Regions from separate parts of the Mus musculus genome. Here all the other regions are linked to region 2. The links are chromatin contacts, called in public ChIA-PET and HiChIP or PLAC-seq maps. All regions are on one chromosome and are shown on one strand. Each heading gives the region's core, a stretch centred on a gene start, on an enhancer-like site or on the middle of the called end of the contact. The rest is flanking DNA. Distances are from core to core; before and after follow the strand shown.

Region 1 (3,619 bases), core at 1,028-3,527, 520 kb before region 2:
TTTCTTCTCTCTTCTCTGAGTTGGGCAGATCCCATTCTGTCAAATCTTTCTCTGATTCATCACTTTGTCTGCCACTCAATGAGACATCACTTTCAAACATGGCTGCTTCCTTCTACAAACTCACTTTACCTTCACTGTTTGGGAGTAAAGGCCTGTGCTGAGGATATGTCTGTATTGCACTCAGAGGGAGTAAAGGTATGTACTAAGGTGTTGTCTGTATCCCAGCCAGAGGGATTAAAGATGTGTGCTACAACTGAGTCACACCACAACCAGAACCAGGTTTTTTTAAAGCTCAGTAAATAAAACAATCTTGGGGTTCATGGTGTGATCAAATATCCTGCAGCACAGCACCTTGAAGAAGCTGGGCTAGGCTTGAACTCAGTTCTCTTGGGCCCCTTTAAGTGCTGGGATTAGAATGAGTCGCAGCACGGTGCCTACTGTGTACCAGGCCCTACTGTGTGCTCAGCCTTCATCTAGCCCTTGATACCTCACTGATCTTTAGATGCCTCAGAGGCCCTTGTTGCCCATGTCCATTTTATGGGTGAGGAGAGTAGGCAGAGATACCCAGCAATGCTCCTCTGTCACATGACACGGCGTGGAGCAAGTGGGGTTCCAACCTCAGATTCTGCCTCATGCCCTGCTGGGCTCCTGCCCCACCCCCACCCCCAGAAGTCTTAGAGGAGAGGCATCCATTTCTGCTCCCCTCCCCTCTGCCCCTCCCACCTGCATCCTTACCAAACTCAATTGGGCAGTGTTCATCCTCTTCCTCCTTGATGAAGGCCCCAGGGGTGAGCGCCAGTGGTCCCGGAACCCACTGTAAGCATCCTTGTTCTGTCTCCAGGGCCTGGCCAAAATGCTCCCTAAACCCAAAGCCACAGTCAGGTGGGGTCAGGGGACACCCACAAATGTGGCCTGACTCTACCTTGAGTCTCTCCACGGACCTGCTCTGTTCCCTGGGATAGCTAACAGAGGGGTTTCCCTACCACCTCTGGGGGACATAGGATGTGGGGAGCTAGGCACCTTCCAGACAGGGAACTGCTGCTAAGACCAGTGGGAGAGAAAGCCAGGCAGGAAAGTAGGGGTACAGGCTGGAGCAGAGCCTACTTCAGCGTACTTCTGTCCAGACTCTAGTGCACCCTTCCTAGCCTCTAGGATATTTTCTTTGGTTGTTCTTTGTTTTTTCAAGACAAGATACCCCTCGGTGTGGCCCTAGCTGTAGACCAGGCTGGCCTCAAATGCAGAGATCTGCCTGCCTCTGCCTCCTGAGTGCTGGGATGAAAGATGTGTGCCACCAATGTGTTTTGTTGTGCTGGGGACTAAACCCAGGCCTGGACCGTGCTAGGCAGGCGGTACTCCACTCTGAAGCCACACCTCAGTTCCCAGCCACTCCTCACACAGCCCTGTTTGCTGACCCTCCCTCCCTTGGGACCCTTAACTGTCCCTCATGGCTTTCACTATTCAGGACCCCTTACCCCAGCCCATTACAGCTGTGGGCTTCTAGTCATGGCCCTCATGCCTGCATCCTCCTTCTGTTCTAGCTAGATCAGGCTACCCCACCAGCCCTAGCACCAGCAGCACCAGCCCCTCACCTGTCTGAGGCCCCGGAGACCTCCCCTACTGGCTCCTCCTCCTCTCCTTTCTTCTCAGGTAGCTGCTCCAGAACCTCCCAGGTTCCTCTGAGAGGAACTGATGTTACCTCAACACCCTGGGCCCTTAGCTTCGGGACATCCTTGGAGGTGAGGGTCTGGGACCCTGAGTCCCCAGTGCCCAGCTCAAAGGCATCATGCCTCGGGTTGGAGGGAGCTGCAGAGAGAACCCTGGGCGGGGGCTCCCTCTTCCCATTAGAGGAAGCTGCAGAGTGGACCTTGGCCCGGGGCTCCTTCCTCCCACGACCTCCCTGGTGGCCCATCATTGGGGAGACAACATCTTGCTCCCATGAGGAGCTGGGCTGGCTCCTGGTCAGGGGCTTGTTAGTGCTCTTAGAACCGCCCTTACTCCCCACCAGGTTTCGGAGAAAGCGCAGCATGGAGGAGCAGCCTAAGATCCGTGACCGAGGGGTCCGCGCCGGGGCTGCCATCCTGAGTGGGACCCCGACTCAGGGAGAAGCCATGGCAGCCAGCCCAGGACCAACTGCTAGCAGAAACCTCCAGTTGGAAACTTCCAGAAGTTCTAGAAGGCAAAGAGGAGGTGGGGGTGGGGGGAGGCTATAACTGGAGGCTGGTGGGGGGGGGTCTACTGGAAGGAAAGCGGGTAGAGGGGTAGAGGGAGCTAGCCAGGGTCCAGCTCAGCAGGTCTCAGAGGAAGGCTGGAGATTGAGGGATGGTGAGACATAACACAACAGCACCCACAGGCTGTGGAAGCCTGGCTGAAGGCAGATAGGGCGGCCGGGGGGGGGGGGGAGGAGGGTGCACACGCTGAGAACAGGACATCATATGCTCCTGTCTATCCATAAACTCCTGTTTACTCTGGGTTTGAGATCAGTCCCTGCAGCTGCCAGGCTGCAGGGATCTAGGACAGCACAAATTCTGAGCTGCCCCTCCTCCTCCTCTTCTTCCTCCCCTTCCCCCTCCTCCTCCTCTCTTTTAGGGTGTTAGTAGCACAGGCTGGCCTCTATTTCATGATCCTCCTGCTTCAGCCTCTTGAACGCTGGGACTGCAGGTCAGCTCATCCTGGTTTTTGTTGTTGTCTGTGGTTTGCTTTTCACTAGAGGGAGAAGATGGAAGAGGAGGCCCGGGAATCAGAGACAGGAAAGGCAGAAAACAGAACGCTTTTCCCCTTGGCTGGGACAGGGCAGGCAGGGGAGGCTGTAGCTGCTTCCAAGCCCGGCCGAGGACCTTCCCCTAAGCAGCAGCCTCCCTGAGCGCCTGCATCCGGCGGCCACCGAGAACTTCCTCTAGAGGGAGCTGGTCATTGCCGGGAGCTGGGACCTCCTCTATGGTCACAAAGTCGCGAGGTTTCCTGGGCCAAGAGGCAACCCGAGGCGGCATCCAGCACCATGAATCCACTGATACCAGTTCCTGCCAGTCAGGCCTGAAACCTTGGCCCCTGGAAGCAGCCAGCAAGCCCTTCGGGGTCTTCGTCTTTGCACGGCTGAGCCATCCCACATCTGGAGCAGAGTCATTCAGGTACACGGGCAGCCAGTGCCAAATCCCACCGTCCTAATCCTGGGCAATTCTGGCCCAGGGTGGGGCAGAAACCTCCATCGGCAACCCGGTGAGGAGGGAGGCCTTGATGTGGCTTCCCTGGGAGGTTCTGAAAGGGAAGCTGCAGGCATGGTTCACACAGGGCCTCTGGCTATACATCAGAAGCGCCCCTTCCTGCCCGGTTCTGGTGGCCCTGGACTTTTATGTGGAAGGAGGGGAGGGTCAAGGTCATGAACAGAGACAGAAATTATACGGTTGATACTCCCTGCTGTACCAGGACACGGACAGTCCTCCCCCAGAATGATTCTAGGTACAGCCTAGTGGTCGGTTGTGAGGAACATGCATCCTGGGCCCAGCCAGTGGACATAATGGGAAGTCAAGGCGACTTGGATGGGGGCCAGGTGGGCCAGGGCAGCACTGGCTGTGGAGGGCTTTTCTGAGACTCTTCCTGCTCTCTAACAGTAAGCCTCCAGGGT
Region 2 (3,640 bases), core at 388-2,887:
GCCCAACCATGCCACTGTACTCATATAAAAAGGTCTTTTTGAAAAGTTTGGGTAGAGAAGGGTATAATGAATGGCCTTGCAAAAACAAAAATAAAAGGAAAATTTGAAGTTGGTATGCAGTTTGAAAAGGCAGCAGCTGTAACATTTTATGATTCAATGCAAAAAATATGTTGAGGTCCTCAGCTGAATAAGTAGAATAAACAAATAATTTTTTTCTTTCTGTCGCTCTTCTGAGATGTAGGGAGGGTGGTGTTATCTGAAGATTTCTTTGCTGTTCTTTTAGGATCAATGCTCAAAGGAATGTAAAAACGCCCTTTAAAAATAACGTATTCTGAATTTACAGAAGAATCTAGGCAGAGCGCAAGAGCTAAGAGAGGCCAAAGCGGACGTTGCTGGGCAAAGACACATGGTAGTAAGACACCTCCCCTTGCAAAGAGGAAGAAACCGCAGAATGTTCCTGACTCGGCACCCCTTCAGAGTGGTGCAATGTTTATGTTTGTGTATCCAACTCCGTGGTGTTGCGGCGGACTCACTGCCTACCCTGTAGTCATGGAGTTTTGTGGAAGGACACACACACACACACCATTTCGGTCTTCCCAGGTGTGATGAGTACAGTTTGTCCCACAGAGTGGCGGATTCAAGGCTCTTGGCCCTGAGTCCTTGGTGTGCTCAGCTTCTGTTCAGTGGAGATGAAAGGCACGAGGGCAGATGCCTTTAATCCTTAGTAAGTCAGGGACAGGAGGATCTCTATGAGTTCAAGACTAGCCAGAGCTACACAGCAAGATCCTCTCTGAAACAAACAAAACAAAACAAAAGAAAGTTGTGTTGGGGGACAGAGGAGCAGCGGCTAGCAGCATCCTCTTGATGCCACGCGACGACAATGTTCTGGGCCGTCCCTAGGCGGCGCTGTGGAGCTCTACCCAAGTCTCCCCCACCCCACCCCCCCAACCCCAATGTTAAACCTGGGCTCCAAAGATCTTGCAACCCTCCTCCCTTTGCTCCAAGTAAGTCCTCTAGGGACCACCGCGGTAAAGATAACACTCCGGGGTGGGGGGTGGGAACTAACTGGAAGCATTCCCTTGTTCAGCGTAAAACTTTTAAAGTGACATTCAAGAAGGACGTCTCAACTCTCGCCATTTGTCCTCGGTATAGCCAGAGGGCTATAGACCGAATTAGTCATCTCTCACTACCCACTCCCCTTTCCCGCTCAGCTCGCCACGCCCACCACTCCAGCAGCCAGAGCCGGGCCAGCTGAGAACGTGATACCAGGAGTGGCCCCGCTCGTTCGGCGGAGACCCGCGGAGGGGAGCAGGGCAGGTGTCCTCAGGCCGCGCGTCCTGGCCACCCGGGCTGGCAGCGCGCCGTCCTGCCTGCGAGCCCAGAGGACAGGAGGGTGGGGGCCGGGCTGCGAGCCAGCGCTCAGAGCCGAGAGGCTCCTAGGCCGATGACGTCTTTGCTTTTGGCTTTGGCGGCGCCAAGCTCGGTAGGGCGGGTGACGTCACCGCCCGGTCACGTGTCTGCCATTCAAACAAACAAACCGTTCTCCCCCACCCCCACCCCACCCCCCGCTTCTGTGCCGCGCCCGGGACCGCCCCCGAGAGGCTACATAAAACCGCGCTCCGTCGGACGAGCGCGCAGTGAAGGACTGGCGGGAGGAAAGCGCGGTGAAGCCAGATTAGGAGCAGCGAGCACTTGGGGACTTAGGGCCACAGGACACCGCACAAGATCGACCGACTTTTTCTGGAGAACCGCAGAACGGGCACGCTGGGGTCGCTGGGGCTGGCCATGGTGATGGAGGTGGGCATCCTGGACGCCGGGGGGCTGCGCGCGCTGCTGCGAGAGGGCGCCGCGCAGTGCCTGTTGTTGGATTGTCGCTCCTTCTTCGCTTTCAACGCCGGCCACATCGCGGGCTCAGTGAACGTGCGCTTCAGCACCATCGTGCGGCGCCGCGCCAAGGGCGCCATGGGCCTGGAGCATATCGTGCCCAACGCTGAACTGCGTGGCCGCCTGCTGGCCGGAGCCTACCACGCCGTGGTGCTGCTGGACGAGCGCAGCGCCTCCCTGGACGGCGCCAAGCGCGACGGCACCCTGGCCCTGGCCGCGGGCGCGCTCTGCCGAGAGGCGCGCTCCACTCAAGTCTTCTTTCTCCAAGGTACGCTCTAGCTCTGGCAGGACTTATGCCATCAGCTAGGGAAGGGGCGTCCCACCTGGAGTATGGGGGCGCCGGCGTCCAGTCTCCAGGGGCTTGTCAGTGGCTTTGTTTCACTCCCATAACAAAGACTTCCTTAAGCCTTCCTTGTAAACTCGCAGCCCCTGGTGGGTGAGTGGCTTGTCTCCAGGTACTGTGTCGGTGGTGCTAATGAGAAAATATGTACCTTTGTATTCTCAGGAGGATATGAAGCGTTTTCGGCTTCCTGCCCTGAGCTGTGCAGCAAACAGTCCACCCCCACGGGGCTCAGCCTCCCCCTGAGTACTAGTGTGCCTGACAGTGCAGAATCCGGATGCAGCTCCTGTAGTACCCCTCTCTACGATCAGGTTAGTAGGAGTCCGGGTCCATGCAGGGCAGGGAGGTGGCAGAGCTGGCAGAGGTCTAGGAGGATTGTGCCAGGAGGATATAGAAAGCGGCTGCAGCTTTATTTATACTAGCGGGGACACGAGGATCTTTAGTCCATCATGAAGCAATTGGATGGAGCTGAGTCTCCCAGTTGCTGGCACGGAAGAGCTTGTTGGCTCTGTCCAGGCCAATGGGCTTGATTCTTTACGAATATTTTAATATGTCAACAGCAGTGCTGAGGTCACCAGTTTCAGAAACTCCCGTTTTCAGCGGGGAGTTTTTGTGGGCATGGGTACTGGTGCTCACGCTGGACGAGCTTGACGAATGCTGGACTGTTTTTTTGACTTCAGGGGGGCCCAGTGGAGATCCTGTCCTTCCTGTACCTGGGCAGTGCCTATCACGCTTCTCGGAAGGATATGCTTGACGCCTTGGGCATCACCGCCTTGATCAACGTCTCAGCCAATTGTCCTAACCACTTTGAGGGTCACTACCAGTACAAGAGCATCCCTGTGGAGGACAACCACAAGGCAGACATCAGCTCCTGGTTCAACGAGGCTATTGACTTCATAGGTAAATGGAATAACTATCTGGAACCTCTGCTTCTGTCCCTACTGTAGCCACTGAGCCCAGTCTTTTGGGTGGCAGCTTAAATGATCCTCACCCAAGCCTTCCTCCTCACTGAGACTCAGTTGAACTGACTGTCTTGTCCAGGATTATAAGTGTAGATACCCAGTCCGGGTTTAAATCCCCTGCTATCCTTTGCATAGTATACACATAGGGTCTGCATGACTGCAAGAGGCAGACCCTGGCCATTTCTGGACAGGACACAAGACATTTCTTAGCCATCCTTGATCTGGGCTCAGCTGTTCTGAGTTTTTGAGTAACCCATAACTTTATTTTCCAGACTCCATCAAGGATGCTGGAGGGAGAGTGTTTGTTCATTGCCAGGCCGGCATCTCCCGGTCAGCCACCATCTGCCTTGCTTACCTCATGAGGACTAACCGGGTAAAGCTGGACGAGGCCTTTGAGTTTGTGAAGCAGAGGCGGAGTATCATCTCCCCGAACTTCAGCTTCATGGGCCAGCTG
Region 3 (3,725 bases), core at 841-3,340, 630 kb after region 2:
ACCCCCACCCCCACCAGCACCATCTCCACCCCACTCCCACCAACACTATCTCCACCCCACTCCCCACCCCCACCAGCACCATCTCCACCCCACTCCCACCCCCACCAGCACCATCTCCACCCCACTCCCACCAACACTATCTCCACCCCACTCCTCACCCCCACCAGCACTGTCTCCACCGCACCCCCACCAGCCCTATCTATTCAGTTGGAATCCTTCCAGTAGATGGAGCTTCCAGTTCCTAGTTGAGGTCACCAAGTAGCACCAACTCACTCTTGGGAGCCCTCAGACAGACATACAAGCTTGTCTCCAGGGACATAGGAGAAAGTCAGCTCAGTCCTGCTTCAGCTACACCCACCCCAAGCCCTAATCATCTCCCAGACCGGTCCCCTTTCGCCCTCTCCCAGGTATTCCCAGCAAGCAATGTGGTATAGATAGCCCACAGTGGGCTGGAAAGGATTTATTTTAAGGCCCCTTCAGAACAGGTTCTCTACAGCCCTGTGGCCACCAGACCAGGAGGGGCTAATTTATCCCAAGGACTGAGGGAGGGGCTGAGGTCTAGCTTGTACCGTGACAACTTTTGACAGAGATGCTATTCTTTCCGAAAAATCAGGCACTTGTTGTTGGCTGGCATGTCCACCTGGAAAAACGCTTTGCTGGAGTGACTTGGTTTTTTTTTTGTTGTTGTTGTTTTTGGTTTTTTCGAGACAGGGTTTCTCTGTGTAGCCTTGGCTGTCCTGGAACTCACTCTGCCTCCCAAGTGCTGGGATTACAGGCGTGCGCCACCATGCCAGGCTGGAGTGACTCTTAATCACAGGGAGGCTCCCCACCCCCACATCGCCCTGCCTACCATCCTCTCCAGGACCAAGCCACTGGCCTGGCCTAGTTCCTCCAGAAGGACTGTGTCACGAAGCCCCCACTCTGGGTTCCTGCAGTTGGGGAGGAAGGTAGAAGGCATTTGCAGAGTTGAGGTTATGATCCCGCCTACCCTCTCTCTGAGCCAAGCTACCTCCTAGCCAGATCTGACCTGCATCTGAGGGTCAGGTCAAAGTCCACGTTGCTCTGGGGAGAGATCTTCCCATTGACGGCATAGGGCTGTGAGAACAAGACACAATACATAGGCCCAAAGTCAGTCGTTCCCACACAGCTAGTTTGCAGGATAGGATGGAGTTCTTTCCATAGGAGTATAGAAAGAATAACTTTTTTCTGCACTCAAGAAGGAAAAGGGCTAGCTAGGTCCCGGGCCCTGGGCTTCAAGAGTGGGGAAACACCCAAGGCTGATAGGGGTGTCTTAAGGTAGGGTCACTCACCCCGTAGGTGATCAGCACAGCCTTGGTTTTGAGCAGGTGTCCTGCTGCTCTAAAGAGCCCCTGCAGAGGAAGGCAAGTAGGGCACAGTAAGCCGGGAGCTGGAGACTCATGCTTTCCTCTTTGCAACGTGAAAGCTGGGCTCCACAGTGGTCCCCACCTCTGTGCAGTTCAGGGGGCTGATGTGGATCATATTGATGCAGAGCAACAGGTCCAGCGATCGGGGTGGGATGCCGCCCCATTGCTCCCACTCCCAGGTCACGTCCAGGTACAGCGGAGCCTTCACATTGGACAACCCTTGGGCTCGGGTGGTGGCGGCAATGCTGTGGAGAGCAGCAGCGCATGGGCAAGGGCTGACGAGGCCCCTCAGTGATCGGGGTGTGGGGGGAAAGTCCTGAGGAGCAGCAAGCGGGTATCTTTGTCGACCCTACAGCCCATTGCTTCTACTACCTCAGTCTGGCACCCAAACCTAGGCCTGTCCTGATTTCCGGTCTGCCAGCCCCGCCGTTCACTCAGCCCCAAGCGGCCGCAAGGGAAAGACACCGCGCCGCCGCACCTGTCCAGGCAGCGTTGGTCCACGTCCGACGGCTGCCACTCGGCATTCGGGAAGGCCTGTGCAAAGTGTGCCGCGTGCTGTCCAGAGCCCGAGGCCACCTCGAGCACGCGAACACAGCGCTGGGCAGGATCCACATACTGGCGGAGTACGGACAGGATGGGCTCCTTGTTTCTCTCAGCAGCCGCAGCCATCATCATCGCAGCGGTGCGGCCAGCCCCAGCCAGAATGCGCGCGGGGCACCACGGGAGCTGTGGTCCAGCTCCTGCGCGGGGCACTACGGGAGTTGTGGTCGAAAGGGCCAGCCGCTTGCAACAGTATAACTGTTAGGAGGCCTCTCAACTCCTAAAAGGGTTTGCATCTGCGGGAAACTGATTCCGGCGGCCGGGATTTAGCGGTGACTTCGGACAAGGAACAAGGCTCGAGTAGAGGCTATGGTTTCCTGGAGTCTTTCAGCTGTATTTGTTTAAAAGCTCATTTGTTGCGTTTGCGCCTCACCTTTTTTGGAATGGTGTTTAAGATTGCAAGGCATCCTTCCTTTTCAGAGATGAACGGGAAAATAAAAAGAACATGCGCCGCCCGGGAATCGAACCCGGGTCGCAAGAATGGGAATCTTGCATGATACCACTACACCAGCGGCGCTGTTGAGCGAGACTGCAGTCCGTAGGGCATACGAATTGTGACGCAAGCATGTTAATGTAACAGCATTATGCCTGTGTCTTTTCTGTTGCGCTCCGTTTCTCTATTGGCAAGCGTTTGCAGAACAACATATCCCACCAGATCCCAAAGTGTTGTTGCTGTCGTCCAAGGGAAAGGAGAAAATGTGGGTACCGTGAGATTTATAGACAGGATTTGGTTCTGCGCCATGGAAACCATAGCGGTCGCGATCTCTTGGAAGCCTGAGGTCGCGCTCAGGTCCTGAGGTTCAACAAGCCAAGCCTTGTGGGCATGGGCGGTAACAGAATGGAGCTTGGGGAACCCAGATGCAGGAATCCTCGGGTCTGGGACACTTTGGGCTCAGATGAGCTTTGTGTGACGCTGAGACGGCTGGCATTAGCTCGAGGTCCACGGATAGATAGCAGGAGGCGGTCAGTGACTATTGAAATGAAATTCGAAGCGACAAGTGCACGGACAAGGGTACTTCTCTGATTCTCACCTTTGTGTGGTTTGAAGTGGTTCATTTCTCACAGGGGCTGGATTTTAGAAAATGTCCGAGACGTTCACGCTTGATTGCCAACAGTTAGTTCAAAGGTTGCGTGGGCTACTCTGCCCCATACTACATCATGGAGCTCAGGGTTAAACATGGCTCCTGCTTGGGGCTGTGTTTGAGGTGTCTATTCAGCCGGAGTGACCAGGGGTGTGAGTGTAGTCAAACTGTTAAACTATGTGAGTGACATGGCCCAAGGATGAGATATAGGGTGGCCACTCTAGAAATGCCTCTGAAAAGTTATCAGTCCAGACTCGGGGAAAGTCCTGAAGTCCAACCCCTCACCCACTCTGAGCAGCCCCTGACAGATGGTTATGGATGTCTGACATTGGTAGTGACCTTGACTGGACCTGAGTCAGACTCTCCCTTTTACAGCCTCAGCCTCTGCATACCTGGCTTGCTTTTCCCATAGATTATTCGTGGGATTTTGGGCAGAGGAGCTGGGGGTGTGAGCATCTTCCATATGTCCAAGTTCAGGAGAGGTCGTGGATGATTCTTTCTCTCCATCAAAGTGCAACACTGTTCTAAACATGCCCTGTCTCAAGGAGAGCCCCTGGAAGAGGGCCTGGGACAGCCAGGGAGCTACTTAAATTTCAACTGGGGCCTGTTGGTGGTGGTACTGGAGAGTCAGAGGCTAGTCCACAGTGAGAGAAACTGT
Region 4 (3,685 bases), core at 734-3,233, 570 kb after region 2:
ATGTGGCGGTGACAGCTGCAGGGCTTGTGGTGGTCAGTGACCTCATTCACGGGGCTGTGTATGCTCTCCAGTACACTTCCCGGGAACCCCAGGGCCGCTGGGTGACTGTAGGCACATTCCTGTCCCCCCGAGGGCTGGCTGTGGATGCTCTTGGACACTTCCTGGTGACAGACTACTTGCCTGGAACTGTTCACAGCTTCATGTTAGGACCAACCTGGGAGCCCCTTGCTCCAACCTCCATGCTAGGTCTGGAGGGCCCTTGTTGGGTAGGTCCAGGGCCTGATGGGGGCTTTGCTGTGAGTGAAGAGTTTGGGGATGTACAGCTGTTTGGCAGTGCCCACCAGCCTCTGGGCTCCCTAGGAACCCTGACTGGGCATAACTTTGGCCACCCAGCAGGTGTGTGCTCTGATGCAGAGGGTAGCATTATTGTGGCTGATGAGCAGAGGCACCAAGTGACTTTGTTTCCCCGGGTTGGGCCACCCATCTGTTTGCAGTTGGAGGGACTAAAGAGGCCCTTGGGTATGGCCTGTGCACCCCAGGGCCAACTAGTGGTGGCAGATGCAGGGGACAACTGCATCAAGTTGTACCAGTATCTGGGGGAGATGGCCTGAGGGGTAGGCTCTGGGGGAAATTGCCCCTTGCTAGGACTGGCCGGGCCTGAGTCCTTTGTACTATCATGGAAGGTTGGTAGGCTCCTTGGGGCCTGCTGAGCCGTCTTCCTGATACCTGGTCTTAGCTGGCTTTGTGATTTCCTCTTGGCAAGTGCCCCTGTCTACACAGAAACCATGAATCACCATTTCTTGATGAGGTTCTAAACTGGGCCATCTCCACTTCCCTATTAAGTATGCTCATAGGTTTTCATGCCCCTAAAACCCAAGGGCCACTCAGTCCCTGGCTCTGCTAGCTTGGGTCTCGGGAGGCCTGAGCTTTGAGGCAACACTTGAAGCTATAGATCCTGGGTGCTGAGGCTGTCTGCCAGCAGATAGCTAGGCAAGATCTCCTGCCAGGTGTCCAACCCCTACATCCTAATCAGAGGCAGGCAGGCAGGCAGGCAGGGAGGGTGTGGCTAGGCTGGGTTGGGCAGTTTAGGGGAAGGGTGTGGTCCCTTAGTGTTCCCCCCAGCTTCAAAAATATTCCCATTCTTGAGCCTCCAACAGCACTCTGGGCCCAACAGAGAGGTAAGGAGTAGGCAAATCAGAGGGGTAAGGCCAACATGTGTCCTGGTAGGGCACATAGCAAGGGCAGGTCCTCTACTGGACACTCCCTGTTTTGAAAGATACCTTCAGTTTTCCCTTCAATCCAGGTCCAAACCACTTTTGAGCACTTAGGTGGGGTGCTGGGACGGTTCTGGGTAGCACAGGTTCTTTCATACCCTTCCATTCAAGACAGGAAAACAGTAGCCTTTCCTCCCATGTTACAGATGAGATCTGGAAGGGGAGGGGTGTGTGTGTGTGTGTGTGTGTGTGTGTGTGTGTGTGTGTGTGTTTGAAGAGCTTACTCATTGAGAATCTGGTCTCACCCATGTTCTTCATGTGGGAAGAAGCAAGAAAAAGCTCCTTGCTTTTGCTCCTTTAGGGTGTGGGGTGGCACCCAGCCTGTCATCTGGACGTTGAGGTCAACACACATGTCACTCCTGCAGGCTAAATCAATATGCCCTGTTCATTATGTTGTGGGGGATTAATGGACAATGAAAGAAACTTTGCTTGTAAGTAGATGCTCAATAAACACTAGTTACTGCGTTGTTAGGGGTATTGCTTTCAGACTATGCGGCCCACACGGGTCTGCATGCACCCTACTCGCAATGGATAGAAACAGATGGAAGGGCCTGGGTTTAGGAGGCCAGGCGGTAAGAACAAAGCGGCTACCATGGTCCTCAAAGGCTGGATCCACCGGACCTTTCAGGATATTTACAGCGAGGGTAGCTTTGATGACAGGAGCCGCGCGCGCGGAACTCTCGGGCTCAGGCGATGGACAGCCCGGGCATGTTTGGGGACCGGACCGTCGCGCGACAACGCCGCGGAGCCGGCGGAAATGGTGCTGATGTCCCGCGGCGGGCCTGGGAGCCGCAAGCACGGTCGTCCTCCCGGGCCCGCCGAACGCAGTGCCCAACCCAGTTCCTTCCCTACCGCTCGGGGACGCGGCCCCGGGGACCAGCTGGTGAGCACTAGCGGGTGGCGGGGCCGGGAGAGGAAGAGGAGGAAATCCCGAGGTAGCGCAGGCCTCTTGGTCCTAAAGACTCTGAGATGGGAAACCTGAGGCCGGGATAGAGGGAGAGGCGGCCACCCACGCAGCTGACCTCCAGGCTCAGCGGCACCCGTTGTGGGTCTGGGCCTGCTCTCCGGAACTTGAGGGCACCGAGAGGCCCCTCCTCCCCTCCAGGCCGGGAACTGGCTGGAAGATTCCTGGGGCACTGGCTGAGAGGCTCATATTTATCCACTCCAGTAAAGATCAGAAACAGATTACCCCCTCCTTTTGAAATGAAAAAGGAAAGCATTTACAGAGGCGGAAAATGTGTTTCTGTGCAGGTTCTCTTTTAGGCTAGGTTGGCCTCAAAATCCTAGTGTAGCAAAGGATGACCTTGAATTTTTGATTGTCCTTTGGCCACCTCCTGATTACAGATATGCACTGCTACTACTGGTCTATGAGGTTCTGGGGACTCAACACAGGGTCTGGTGCAGGCTAGGTAGGCTCCATACCAACTGACTACATCCCTAGTCAGAAAAGTGGTTTTGTTGTTGTTGTTGTTGTTTGAACGTGGGGTAAATATGAACCCTCTCAAAGATTCACAAAGTAATGTTTCAGCTATGATGTGTCCCAGGTCTCTCTTAACTGGGCTGGCCATCCCTCAAGCCTGTTCCTTGCAGGGGAAGTAAGCAGTAGCTCTGCTGCTGAAGTCTGACTTGGAGTTCTGTGAAGAGACTTCCTGGGGCCTCTTATTTAACCCTCCTGGGAATGGGCTGTCGGGGAGGGAACTGACTCCTTCTTAGCAAAGGTAGCTTTTCCAGGCTTGGGCTGTTCTTTTAATCAGCATCTTTAAAGGCCTTCACGCATCCCAGGTTTTTGCCTTCTCGCTCCAGCCTCTCACCTCTTGTATCGATCGCCTGCTCTTTCATCATCATTTTCTGCTGCTGGGATCCCAGCAGCCCAGTGTAAGCACACTCCTTCTTACACTTCAGTGCATCCGGAGGCTGAGATGGGAGTGAGGGTGGGGATTTGCCTCAACTTGAGTTCTCTCAGTACCCCACAGATCAGAGCTCCAACCTCTCTCTGCCTTGCACCTTCTTTCCTTTGACCCGAGCTTTTTTGCTTTAAGGTAAACTGTAAATGAAGCATACTCCACAAGGAGGATGTGCATAGACACAGTGTGTATATAGCACAGTGGATTCACGAGTTGTGAGCAGACTCCAAACCAACCTTTGAAACATCTGTTTATAATTAGATCAAGGGCATTTCTCTTCCTACACGGTTGTGAGCATTTTTCCTTAGTTCATGTGAAGTGTTCCCCCAGAGAGTCAAATGATATTTCACTGAGCTGGTGTGTCCTTACAAAGTTGTTGAACAAGAGTTTGGGCTGGGCTGAAGGGTTCCCTATGACAGTGACCCGCCGGGGCTCTTACAGGCGGAATGGCTCTAGTATTTTTAGCCGTGCCTCATGTCATGGCCTTCTGGAGTCAGTTCCTACTGA
Region 5 (3,396 bases), core at 743-3,242, 630 kb before region 2:
TCACAACCACCTATAACTCTCTAAGGGATCTGATGCACCAGGCACACACGTTATACCAGCAGCCAAAACACCTAGACTGATAAATAAGAACAGATTAATAAAGTCAAAATGAAATGGAAGAAAAGAAAGGATGGTTCTCTATACTGCCTAGCCACACATCCCGTGCTAGTGTGTGATCTCTGATGTTCTCCTGGCAAAATTACCAGAGAGCTCTCTTCTCATTTTCCCCACCCCACGGTGGGGAAAGAAGCAGAGCTTGGCTGTGTCAGGCAGCACTGTGGAATACAGAGAAAGAAATATTACCCAGCTGTAGAGGGAAATGGGGGAGGAAGATCAGGGGTGGCTCAGTAGCAATAGGAGGCAGGTCTTGGGCGGAGGTGGGAAGGAGGCGGAGGGAGGGGTTTAATCTGAGCAGATCAGTGGGTGGTTTAAACAGGGAACACTCTCCACAGTTCCCGAGGTAAGGAAAGGGAACCTTGGCTGGAGTGCCATGCCAAGGTGAGGCGCTTGGTAGGCATGCCCCTAGAAAATTTCCCTGATCACCCCATTATGTTCCAAGCCCCAACACAGCCTCACCTTAGCTGTGTTAGCCATGAAGCTGGGTGGCTTTCCTGAGGTTCATTTACTCCCTACTTCCAGGCATTGAGGGCCCCGGGTGGGCTGGAAGCCACAAGGGCCCACCCAGGTATGGCTTTAAAGAGCACTCGCCTGGCCACAGCCAACTTGGGAGTCAGGGGTGGCGAGACCCCTTGCCCTGTCTTGGGCTGTAGGGGGAGTAACTTGATGGCAGCAAATGGTTCTCCCTTCCACCTGAGGTACAAGTGTGGTAAGAGGTTGAGAAAGGTGCCAGGGTGCCAGGGAAAGTTCGTGCCCACTGCCTCCTTCTGTGGTCTCCCTTCCTCTACCGGCTACACTGCAAGGGCTGGCCAGACAGACAGTCCCGTGAGCTGCCCCACCCCCACCCCAGGAATTGCTCCCTAGGTTGTGAATGTTGAGAGACATTAGGGTCTGACAGACCTAGTTTGGAATGTGGCTTTGTTCATTCATTCATTCATTGAGCACTAATTTACAGAGTGAGTTCCAGGACACCTGGGGCTGCACAGAGAAACCTTCTTTCTCAAAAGAAAAATCACACACACACACACACACACACACACACACATATGATACCCATGTGATATATATATTATGTTAAATTTTGCCATAATAAAAACACTCATTCTTAGAGCTAGAGAAATTAGTTATTAAGAGCATTTATTGCTCTTACAGAGAATCAGGTTCGGTCCCCAGAACTGACACATGTACATGGTGCAGGTAAACACTCATACATATTAGAATAAAGAAAACACACTATAAAAAAATTGTTTTAAAGATTTCCAGGCTGCAACAATGTTTTTGGTTCTTCATAAGAAACCGCTCCATGTGGTGAGCAATGTGACCGGGAGGCTGGAGATGTAGCTAAAGAACTCTATCAGAGGTCCATGTGGTAGAGATAAGTACAGGGTGATGAGTGTGAGTGGGGCAGCTGTGTGTGTGTGTGTGTGTGTGTGTGTGTGTGTGTGTGTGTGTGTGTGTGTGTGTACACGACGGACGGTGTGTGTGTGTGTGTGTGTGTATGTGTACACGACGGACGTTAAGATCAAACACATATCCATCCAATAACAACCTGTATTTACATGCAAATGTTTCGTTTATGCAAAACAGCAGAGGTCTCGGGGGAAGCTTTTTCAGTCTCGAGCTTGTGAAGTCATTGAAAACGAAGAGCAAAGCTTTCCCCAGGGTACACCGCGTTAGCTTTGCCCCTGGGAGCTGGGCGAGTACCAGAACCAAGAAGCTGAAGAGCTCAGACCTCGCTCTCAAAGGTGAGCAGCGCCGCTGCCTGGAGGGGTGTGGGCCGTTGGTAGAACTGCGCATGTCCACGGGGAAGGCCAGTGCGCCTTAGTGCGCACGCGCCCTCTGCGGTCTTGACTACTCCCCCCCAGGGGCGGGGCAAGCGGGGCCCAAGATGGCCGCTCTCCGCTACCGGCGTTTCCTTAAGCTCTGTGAGGAATGGCCAGTGGACGAGACCAAACGGGGCCGGGACTTGGGCGCTTACCTGCGGCAGCGGGTAGCGCAGGCCTTCCGGGAGGGAGAGAACACCCAGGTGACCGGAGGGGAGGAGGGTGGGCACGTCGAAGCGATGGGCGGCAAGGGTGGGGGATCTGCGCATGCGTCGGCCGCTGCCAGGCTGCACGTGCGCGAGGTACCCATCTTGCAGTTAGCTGCGGAGTGCGACGCCTTCTGCGCAGTTTCCTTCCTTGTCTGCACAGTGTAGTAGTCAGTGAAGCGGCCCTGAGGTCCAGATGCCACTAAAGAGTCAAATTGTAAGGCGGGGTTGTTTCTTCCTTACCATCGTTAATGTGTCTGCGAGCCCAGCCTATCCCCAGACACCTCCAGCTAAGCCTCACTGCCTTCCGTCACTGTGAAACTGAGTCTCCCACACAGGTCCCTTGTGTGAGTAGTAGACCTTCTCGCCCCACTCAGGTTTAGGTTACCTTACCAAGCACGGCCATGTGCATGCATAGAACTAGGTTAGTTTCCAGGGAAATCGCAGTGAATTAGATGAGGTCTTTCTCCTTTTGCCTTTGGATTCTTATTCAGGACACGAGGAACAAATAGACTCATAAGACAGTTCCAATGAGTACTCTGATCGTGGTAAATGTAACATTAGTCGGGTTCCTGAGGCTTGCCTGAGGAAGTTACACATAGGTCGGTCTCGAGGCAGGGAGACAGTGAACACTGACTGCACTTCGGGAAGGGTGGCCAGGCACTTCAGAGGAAACCAAACTGACATATTACAGAAAAGAAAGCAAGCCTACGGGTAGTGAGTGGCATGTCTACAGCTAAGATTTGAAGCTGAAGGAAGGCAGGAGCCAGGCACAATACAGATTTTTTTTTTTTTTTTTTTACCAACAGATATGTCTCTGTACCCTGTTAATGCAGTGCCCACTGGGGCCAGAGGAGGGCATTGGATCCCCTGGAACTGAAGTTAGAAGTGGTTGTGAGCCACCATGTGGGTACTAGGAATCAAACCTAGGTTCTTTTTAACTGCCCAGCCACCTGCACTAGGGGTCAGATCTTACCAGGAAGCAAGGGAGAAGCCACCGGGGACATTTAGTCAGGGGACTGACGTGCCCTGATTTTCAAAGGTTCCTCTGGTGCTCTGGCATTGGGGAACAAGGAGCTGCAGAGAGCCTGCCGTGGTAGCACCGGAAGAGAGAGATGCCGGTGGTGGTTTGGATAATGGTAGTGGCACAGGAGACAGAAGTAACAGAAAGCAGACCATAATGTGCGGGTCACATCAGCAGCGCGGGTGTCCTGGATGTGGGGTGAAGGAGAGGAACCAAGGACAGCTCC
Region 6 (3,627 bases), core at 541-3,040, 550 kb before region 2:
ATCTGCAGAGTTGGGGGGAGTCTGGGCTCCCACCTTTGGCTTTGCCACTCCCTCCCCAACACACACCCCATCCCAAGACAGCATGTTTAGTGCTGACTGCGCAGTTCCCCTGTAGCTCCCCAAGAAGGGCCCTGCCTGGCAGGGCTCTGAGCCAGGCCTGCAAAGATGCTGGCCCAGACGAGGCTCCACGCCTCAACTCTGGGCAACTTCAGAAGAGAAATCTGATGGGGAGATGTGTGTGTAGAAATTTCCATCTGACCCGGGAGGTGTGTAGGAGAGCCTGGAGGATGCTTGGAGAAGAGAGGGATGCTGGAACTCCCATCTCAGCCTCCTCAGGCAGAGAGGCCCTGGAGGTTTCTCCTCCCTACAGCACATTGAATTTCAACCACCAAGAGGAGAGAGCAAGGGAGCCAGGAGCCTCCCACCTGCAGGGCTAACTTTGAAAGAATTCCTGACACACTTCCAAAGCCCCCAGAGAGGAGTCACCCTGCCAGCAGCTGGATGGTGCTGACAACGTGAGATACCAGAACATTAGCCACTACCACCCCACCTGCCCGAAAATGGGACAGAAAGACCAGATCCGGGCTTGTGCGCTTCCTCCATCCCTGCAGCAACGAGGTGCTCAGGGTCTATCCAAAAAGATACTGGGATTCTAACCTCTCCCAGCTACCGGCCTGGCACCAGCATGGGATGGAATCAATTCCCTGCTTATCCAGCCCAGACCCCGGGGGGTGACAGCCAGAATTAATTAATGTTTGTAAAGTGCTCTAGAGAACCTGGGACCAGGGACCCAGGGGCGCCAGAGTAGCTACACAGGAAATTGACAAGGAGGGGGTGGCGGTGAGAGGGGGGCCAGCTGGCCAAGACCTGGACTGCCTGGACAGGGAGGGTAAAGAAAACACTCTGAAGAGGAGATGGGGCACAAGGAGAGTGAAAAGATGCTACCTCTCCAAATAAATAAATTAAATGATTAATTAAATAATTAAATAAACCGATTCAAGATGGGGCTATAGAGGTGAGTGCCAGGCTTCAGGCTGAGCCAACCCTAGCACCCCACCCCGAATCCCAAACAAGAACACCCAGGCCCTCTCCAACTCAGGCCCCAGCCACCTGCATAACCCGAGGACCACTTGCAGAGGAAGTCCGAACCCCTCAGCCATGAGTTAAGAAAAAGAGTGTGCCAGAAGTGGCGGGCTTCGTGGGCGCTGACGCCTTCTAGAACTCCCCAGGGCACCCGACTACTACCTGAGCAAACAACGCACTTCCTTTCTCTAAGAGAGGGGTGCCAGCGTCCCTTCGCTTCTGGAGACTGGGCTGTCCAAGCAAGCCTCTATCAAGGGCTCAGGGGACTGAACATTGGCAAACAAGCAGCTGGTACCGTGGTCCCGATGCCCCTCTCTTTGCCCTAGGCTCACTCACCCCAAAGTGCTGATGAAGCCATTGACAGAGCCCTCGGCGTACAGGGACACAATGTCCCCGATGTGAAGAAAGCTGGACATTTCATTCATGGCTTCGGCCCTCCGGGGCTCGAGGCGACGAGGTCGCCCTGAAGCGAGCTGCCAGGCTCGGTGCAGAGGACTGAGGCGCGCTGGGCGGAGAGGGGCGCAGTGCCACCTCGCAGCCCGGCGACCCGGACGATCGGGACGGCAGGAGTAGGCTGACTGCCACCAGAGAGCGAGGAGGCGCGGCGCGACCCGGGTCCGGGTGAGGAGGTGCCTGCGTCTCTGCGCGCTCGCAGCCCTCCAGCCCGGCCGGGCCCGCGCGTACCTGCAGCCTGGAAGGAGCAGGAAGTCTGGGGCCGCCACACACATGCAAATCCCGCCTGGGAGGCGGGGAGGCCACACCCCACCCCGCCCCCGCCGCGGCTCCCACGTGCACCCGCGCCCCAGGCTCGGCCTCTTCTACACCGCGCGCGTGCACGCCTGCACCCCCTAAAGCGCCCAGCTTGCCACCGGACGACCCCCAGGCTCTAGGGCGTTCTCTAGACGGCTTGTCCACCAGCACCGCGCTGCACTTCGGGGCTCTCCACCCTCGGAGATCCCCAGCTCGCCTAGCCTGCGGCCCACGCGTGGCTGAGCACACCGGGAACTTGGCCACGGTCACCCTGCGGCAACCGCGCCCAGCTGAGAACCGTCTTGCGCCTGGATGCGCGCTCAAGCCCTTAGCGTTGCAAATCAGGATTCATTTCTCTCAACATGAAAAGTCTTTTCATTGCACAATAGAAAGTGCTTTGACTTGGAGGGGAAATGAAGCAATGGGGTGGGTTTGGGTTTTTTTTTGTTTTTTGTTTTTTAATTGTCCTTGTTGGGGTTTCTCTCTCTCACTCTCTTTCTCCCCACATTCCTGTGTACAAAGAGATCCAACTTCCGAATCAGTTCAGCCGCTCCCTCTCCAGGAGGAATTGGCTCCAGTTTCTCTTGGCTCCTTCTGTCTTTGCTTTAAAATAAATAAATAATACTGGGAGGGGGAGAGCATTACCTCCTCTAGTTAATAGTGCACCCCAGCGCCCACTGAAACAAGTTCTCGTAGCGGGCCCTTGCTCACAAAGTTCAGCCCTCAAACTCATCGCCAAGTTGACTACTTTCTGTTCTGCGCCACGGAGGCTGGGCGTTTGCTTCCTCCTAGAGCTTTGGTTTGAACTCCTGAGATAAGAATGCGCCACCACCACCCCCTTTGGTCACGTTTGCTCCCTCCCACCCAGCCCCCCTTATTTCCTGAGGGGCGGGGATGGGGGCGTTTGTCCCTGGGAGAAAAGGAGGAGGGGACTGGAGACAGAAGCAGGAAGAGACCCAGGAGGGGTGGAGACAGCCGCCAGCCGTGAGACAGCTGCTGACCTGCACCGAGAGTTCTTGAGTGCAGGGGATTTTTACCAAGACCCTTAGAACTGGTGGTAGTGGTTAGCCAAGCCTTTAATGGGGAAGTAGAGGCAGGAGGACTGGGAGTTAAAGGTCGCATAGTAAGTTCGAGGTTTACCTAGGGCACGTGAGAGTCTGCCTCAAATAAATGTAAGAATGGGCTGGAGAGATGGCTGAGTGGTTAAGAGCATTGCCTACACTTCCAGAGGATCCAAGTTCAATTCCCACCACCCACATGGCAACTCACAACTGTCTGTAACTCCAGTTCCAGGAGGTCTGATGGTCTCACACAGATATACATGCAGGTAAAACATCAATGCACATAAAATAAAAATTAATTAATTAATTTAAAAAATCAAAACAGGGGCTGGTGAGATGGCTCAGTGGGTAAGAGCACCCGACTGCTCTTCCAAAGGTCCGGAGTTCAAATCCCAGCAACCACATGGTGGCTCACAACCATCTGTAACAAGATCTGACGCCCTCTTCTGGAGTGTCTGAAGACAGCTACAGTGTACTTACATATAATAAATAAATAAATCTTTTAAAAAAAGGGCCTGAAGAGGTGGCTCAGCAGTTAAGAGCACTGGCTTCTCTTCCAGAGAGCAGGGATTTGATTCCCAGCACCCACGTGGCAGCTCACAAGCATCTGTAATTCCTCTGCAGGCACTGGGGACATTCCTGGTGCCAGATATACAAGCAAGCAAAGCACCCACACACATAAAATAAATAAACCAAAGTCCTTAAAGACCCCCAAGAACATGGATCAAGTGAA
Region 7 (3,661 bases), core at 1,055-3,554, 930 kb after region 2:
AGCTCATGGTCCAGTGAGGTCCAGAGCCTTTTAGAAGAAACTACATCTGGGACTGCTGGTTATCCAGCAGCCAGGAATCATGAAACCATGATACAGGAAGATGGGATAAGGAAGCAATAAGGAAGCAAAGCACATTGCACACACACATTGCCCACACACACTAAGCAGCCACTGGAAATATCTGCCTGAGTGAGGAGCTCACAGCCTTTTTGTTTTGTTTTGTTTTGTTGAAACAAGACAGGGTTTCTCTGTATAGCCCTGGCTGTCCTGGAATTCACTCTGTAGACCAGGTTGGCCTCGAACTCAGAAATCCACCTGCCTCTGCCTCCCGAGTGCTGGGATTAAAGGCGTGCACCACCACACCCGGCCTGAGCTCACAGCCTTTTGTGTCAAGCTGAAATGCTAGATCCTATACTGACCAAAGGTGACATTGCCCACCCGAGAGCCCAAGAGCCTATCTGCCAAGTGTCTTCAGCACAAAGCCACCAGGTGCCACTGTACCTTCCAATTCTATCCCTCCTGTAGATTCCCTTCATCTTGCTCTGAGTGTGTCAGTACCAACGTTCCCAGAATTCCTTAGTATTGCATGGGATAAAACAGCACAAGCCTAGATAGTTTTTTCCACCCGCTTTAGAGAGAATAAGTGGAAACTCAGGCAGGCAAACACACGGGACCGTTTGGTTAAGAACTCCAGTTCTCCAATGCACCCGGAAGTAGCCAGTCCGTCACACAAAAATGCACATGAGCCTGACTCTCCACATGAGAGCCACATGGACACAGCCCAAAGTCTAAGATGACTCTTCTGAAAGATGCCGAAGGTACACCATGCACGAGCCTGGCATGTCCTGGGCCCTGGGGCTTACTTAGCACTCAGTTTTGCCTTCCTTACTAAAAGGCTGGGCCATGGCCACCAGTGTCCACATAGTCACTGGGCCACCCCCTAGGTATTAGGAATTAGGGTGAGGATTTGGAACCCACAGTTACTCCCACCAGACAGATGTCCACAGGTTTTAAGCCTGAGCTCCGTCTCATGGCCACAGGCAGGGCAGGCCCAGTGTGAGTAGACAGGCGCTCAGCCTCAGCTGGGGGTTCAGGTGTCACTATAGTGAGTTGTTTGGAACTGGTTCTATATGACATCTCCTGGCCCACTACTGTGGGTAGCAATAACAGGCCAGGAGCTGAGGGGACATCAGTGCCCAGTGTAGTGGTCCACACCTTTAATCCCAGCACTCTGGAGGCAGAGGCAGGCAGATCTCTGTGAGGAGTTCAAGACCAGCCTGGTCTACAGAACAAGTTCCAGGGCAGCCAGGACTATGCAGAGCAACCCTGTTTTAAAAAACAAACAAACAGTAACCAAACCAACAACAACAAAAACCAAAACCAAAAAGCGGTGTGTATGGGGGACACCAGCCTGCCTGCCTGCCAGTACCTTTGATTCCGCTTTTCCTGAAGTGAAGGAGGCTAAGACTCTTTAGGCTCAGGTAGGTATGGGATGCTGCAGTGGACTGTAAAGGTCTGCAGAGCCTAAGCAGAACCTTGGAGTCCTTCCAGAGCTGACCTGGTTGAACCTCACTTCTTGCCTACCAGTGAAATCTGGCTAGATCCTTGGGCCCTCTGCCGGGTGCCCTTCCAAGCAGGTCAGGTTGGAGCTGTTGCACAACCTTTGGGTCCAGTGGGGGACCCACTGAGAGAAGGCAAAAGGGGCGAGGCTAGGTCTAAGTTGCAGGCTAAAGACCGTCATCTCCCCTAGGGCTTCGGAACAGGAATAGAATTAGCATCGTCTCGCCATTCCCAGGGTGCAGGCAGAGGGAGTGCATGGGGACTGCCTTCGCCTCTTACACGTGCTAAGTGGGGCTGTGGAGAGGCAGGGGTTGGGGTGGGGTCCCAGGAACACGCCGAGGAGGGACCTGACATAAAGTTTAAGCAGCCACTGAGTGGGAGGTGAGAAGGCGGGGTCCGGAAGCTCACAGAAGGGCAGAATGGTTTTAGTGCAGGATCCTTGAAGCCTATAGAGGGACAAACGGGAGTCCGGAAGCAATTAGGGTTTGGGACCAGGTCACAGGATGCCGGCAACAGCCCGCTCCCACCGGACACTCACAGTAAATGAAAGCGAGGGCCCGCAGGAGCACGATTCTAGTCAGCCAGAAGGTGCCCGTGTGCAGCCGAGCTGGAGAATCTGCGGGATCTCTAGCCAGAGAAGGTTGCGACGCTGGACTGTGCTCCGCACCCCCGACCTTCCGTTTTCTCAGCGACCCCTCGGGCGCAGCCATTACTAGGCTGTCTGGGCGCATGAGCACAAAGGGCGGTGCGCGCGGAGGCCACGCCCACAAGCCCGAAAGCCACACAAGCTCCCCTGGATGACACGCGGACCTCTTGCAGCCAAGGCCCACGCGCCACGCCCTCTCTGGGCGGTCTCTCCTAGCGGTGGGCGTCTCCGTGGTGGCTTCAGTATTTGCAGAGAGTGAAGCGACAGGGGAAGGAGCTAGTGACGGCAGGCCGTGTCCTGGGTGCGAATGTGCAGGGAAGGCCAGGCCTGTGGCCGTGGCAGAGCAGGGTTTTCATCCTGTATTCCTCTGCTGCCCGCTGCCCAGGAAGGCGCAGATTATACTATAGGACAACTGACAGGAAGAAACCTGAAATTTGCCCTGGAACCTCCTGCTTTCTCTTCTTCCTAAATCTCCTTGTCTGTGGTCCCCAGAGACCTCAGTATACAGGTGGCACCTCTATGAAGATCTAGGACCGTGTTCAAGCTATTTATGGGGCCACTGGACCATCAAGGACTCAGATTTACCCACCAGTAGCATGCGCAGAATCCCAAGGAGACACACCTTAAATGCTGCTTTTATATTTGACTTTATATTTAATAGCTCAGACTGGCCTTGAGCTATAAAGCCCAGAATGACAGCAAAGAAATTGTCCTCATGAGCTGCCTCCCTCGATGCTGGTATTACATGCCACTTGCCTGATAGCAATTCTGCTTTTTCGTGTTAGGTGCCACTCCAGCACTGCCCACAAATGATACTAGAAAGGCGTTCTGCAGCAGAGAAAAGGAGGGTCACTGGTTGTTGTTTGTTTGTTTGTTTGTTTGTTTTTTAACAACTTATCCTTAGCATCTCCTTTTTGTGATTGCTGCTTTGACATATAAGTTACCAATGCTGCATGGTTAAACATGGCATCAACAGCCAGAGTGGTTATAATGCCAACTACAGGGCTCTCTGGAACAAGGGTTTTTTTCCATCCATCTTTCAGAGCTTTCTATGTATTAAAGATCTTGTGCCTTTCTGAATTATCACTGGTTGGTTTTTTTTTTTTTTTTTTTTTGCAACTTATCCTTAGCATCTCCTTTTTGTGATTGCTGCTTTGACATATAAATGACCAATGCTTGCATGGTTAAACAACCCATTAATATTTATACCTCTACACCAGCAGTGAGCCTTTTGTGGGTAAGGACTGGTGTGCTGTTGCTGGGACTCTTCCCGGCCTCCAGGCTTCCTGATACTAGAGTGCTAGCATAGAAATACAGCCTACAACGTGCTTTGGGTATTTTTTTTTTAAGTTTCCTTTTCTTTTTCTTCAGAAGCACTCCCTTGGGAGCCCAGCTGAGAGTATGCCCCATTACAGATGTTGTGATAGGTAATACAAATACTTCCCACCTGCCAGG

The links. ChIA-PET counts read pairs in DNA pulled down with a chosen protein or histone mark. HiChIP or PLAC-seq counts read pairs in DNA pulled down with a chosen protein or histone mark.
Region 1: an HNF4G HiChIP or PLAC-seq map of pancreatic cancer cells shows a contact between it and region 2. The contact joins the promoter of Ggnbp1 here to the promoter of Dusp1 in region 2. A contact is called at or near these places in 4 of 39 promoter capture datasets (the HPC-7 cell line, hematopoietic stem and progenitor cells, hippocampal neurons and 1 more) and 6 of 115 datasets of contacts at active chromatin or transcription factors (double positive thymocytes, embryonic stem cells, memory CD8 T cells and 2 more).
Region 3: an RNA polymerase II ChIA-PET map of memory CD8 T cells shows a contact between it and region 2, with 23 read pairs. The contact joins the promoter of Mettl26 here to the promoter of Dusp1 in region 2. A contact is called at or near these places in 4 of 39 promoter capture datasets (fetal liver, liver, neural stem cells and 1 more) and 2 of 115 datasets of contacts at active chromatin or transcription factors (memory CD8 T cells and pancreatic cancer cells).
Region 4: a contact with region 2 is called in an RNA polymerase II ChIA-PET map of memory CD8 T cells, with 7 read pairs. The contact joins the promoter of Pigq here to the promoter of Dusp1 in region 2. A contact is called at or near these places in 2 of 115 datasets of contacts at active chromatin or transcription factors (memory CD8 T cells and pancreatic cancer cells).
Region 5: an RNA polymerase II ChIA-PET map of memory CD8 T cells shows a contact between it and region 2, with 14 read pairs. The contact joins the promoter of Uqcc2 here to the promoter of Dusp1 in region 2. A contact is called at or near these places in 2 of 39 promoter capture datasets (hippocampal neurons and pre-B cells) and 2 of 115 datasets of contacts at active chromatin or transcription factors (memory CD8 T cells and pancreatic cancer cells).
Region 6: a contact with region 2 is called in an RNA polymerase II ChIA-PET map of memory CD8 T cells, with 12 read pairs. The contact joins the promoter of Itpr3 here to the promoter of Dusp1 in region 2. A contact is called at or near these places in 1 of 39 promoter capture datasets (pre-B cells) and 5 of 115 datasets of contacts at active chromatin or transcription factors (embryonic stem cells, memory CD8 T cells, microglia and 1 more).
Region 7: a FOXA1 HiChIP or PLAC-seq map of pancreatic cancer cells shows a contact between it and region 2. The contact joins the promoter of Lmf1 here to the promoter of Dusp1 in region 2.

The regions. Positions count from the first base shown.
Region 1 is chr17:27,027,917-27,031,535 of GRCm38.p6, reverse strand. Ggnbp1 (gametogenetin binding protein 1) reads right to left here and starts at 2,277. Exons shown (of 6, transcript NM_027544.2): 1 at 1,590-2,277; 2 at 736-860. The coding sequence starts at 2,077. It overlaps Bak1 (BCL2-antagonist/killer 1), which reads left to right and starts at 2,909. Exons shown (of 6, transcript NM_007523.3): 1 at 2,909-3,125.
Region 2 is chr17:26,506,469-26,510,108 of GRCm38.p6, reverse strand. Dusp1 (dual specificity phosphatase 1) reads left to right here and starts at 1,637. Exons shown (of 4, transcript NM_013642.3): 1 at 1,637-2,152; 2 at 2,390-2,535; 3 at 2,905-3,124; 4 at 3,459-3,640. The coding sequence starts at 1,786.
Region 3 is chr17:25,873,865-25,877,589 of GRCm38.p6, reverse strand. It overlaps Mettl26 (methyltransferase like 26), which reads right to left and starts at 2,090. Exons shown (of 6, transcript NM_026686.2): 1 at 1,864-2,090; 2 at 1,468-1,630; 3 at 1,311-1,370; 4 at 1,028-1,095; 5 at 851-929; 6 at 427-640. The coding sequence starts at 2,060. The coding sequence ends at 593. It overlaps n-TGccc7 (a tRNA gene), which reads right to left and starts at 2,502; the gene lies at 2,432-2,502.
Region 4 is chr17:25,940,287-25,943,971 of GRCm38.p6, reverse strand. It overlaps Pigq (phosphatidylinositol glycan anchor biosynthesis, class Q), which reads left to right and starts at 1,983. Exons shown (of 11, transcript NM_011822.4): 1 at 1,983-2,157. It overlaps Nhlrc4 (NHL repeat containing 4), which reads left to right. Exons shown (of 2, transcript NM_001039038.2): 2 at 1-1,739. The coding sequence starts at 201. The coding sequence ends at 611.
Region 5 is chr17:27,132,487-27,135,882 of GRCm38.p6, reverse strand. Uqcc2 (ubiquinol-cytochrome c reductase complex assembly factor 2) reads left to right here and starts at 1,992. Exons shown (of 4, transcript NM_026063.2): 1 at 1,992-2,143. The coding sequence starts at 2,006.
Region 6 is chr17:27,055,467-27,059,093 of GRCm38.p6, reverse strand. It overlaps Itpr3 (inositol 1,4,5-triphosphate receptor 3), which reads right to left and starts at 1,790. Exons shown (of 58, transcript NM_080553.3): 1 at 1,420-1,790. The coding sequence starts at 1,508.
Region 7 is chr17:25,577,817-25,581,477 of GRCm38.p6, reverse strand. It overlaps Lmf1 (lipase maturation factor 1), which reads right to left and starts at 2,304. Exons shown (of 11, transcript NM_029624.4): 1 at 2,099-2,304. The coding sequence starts at 2,291.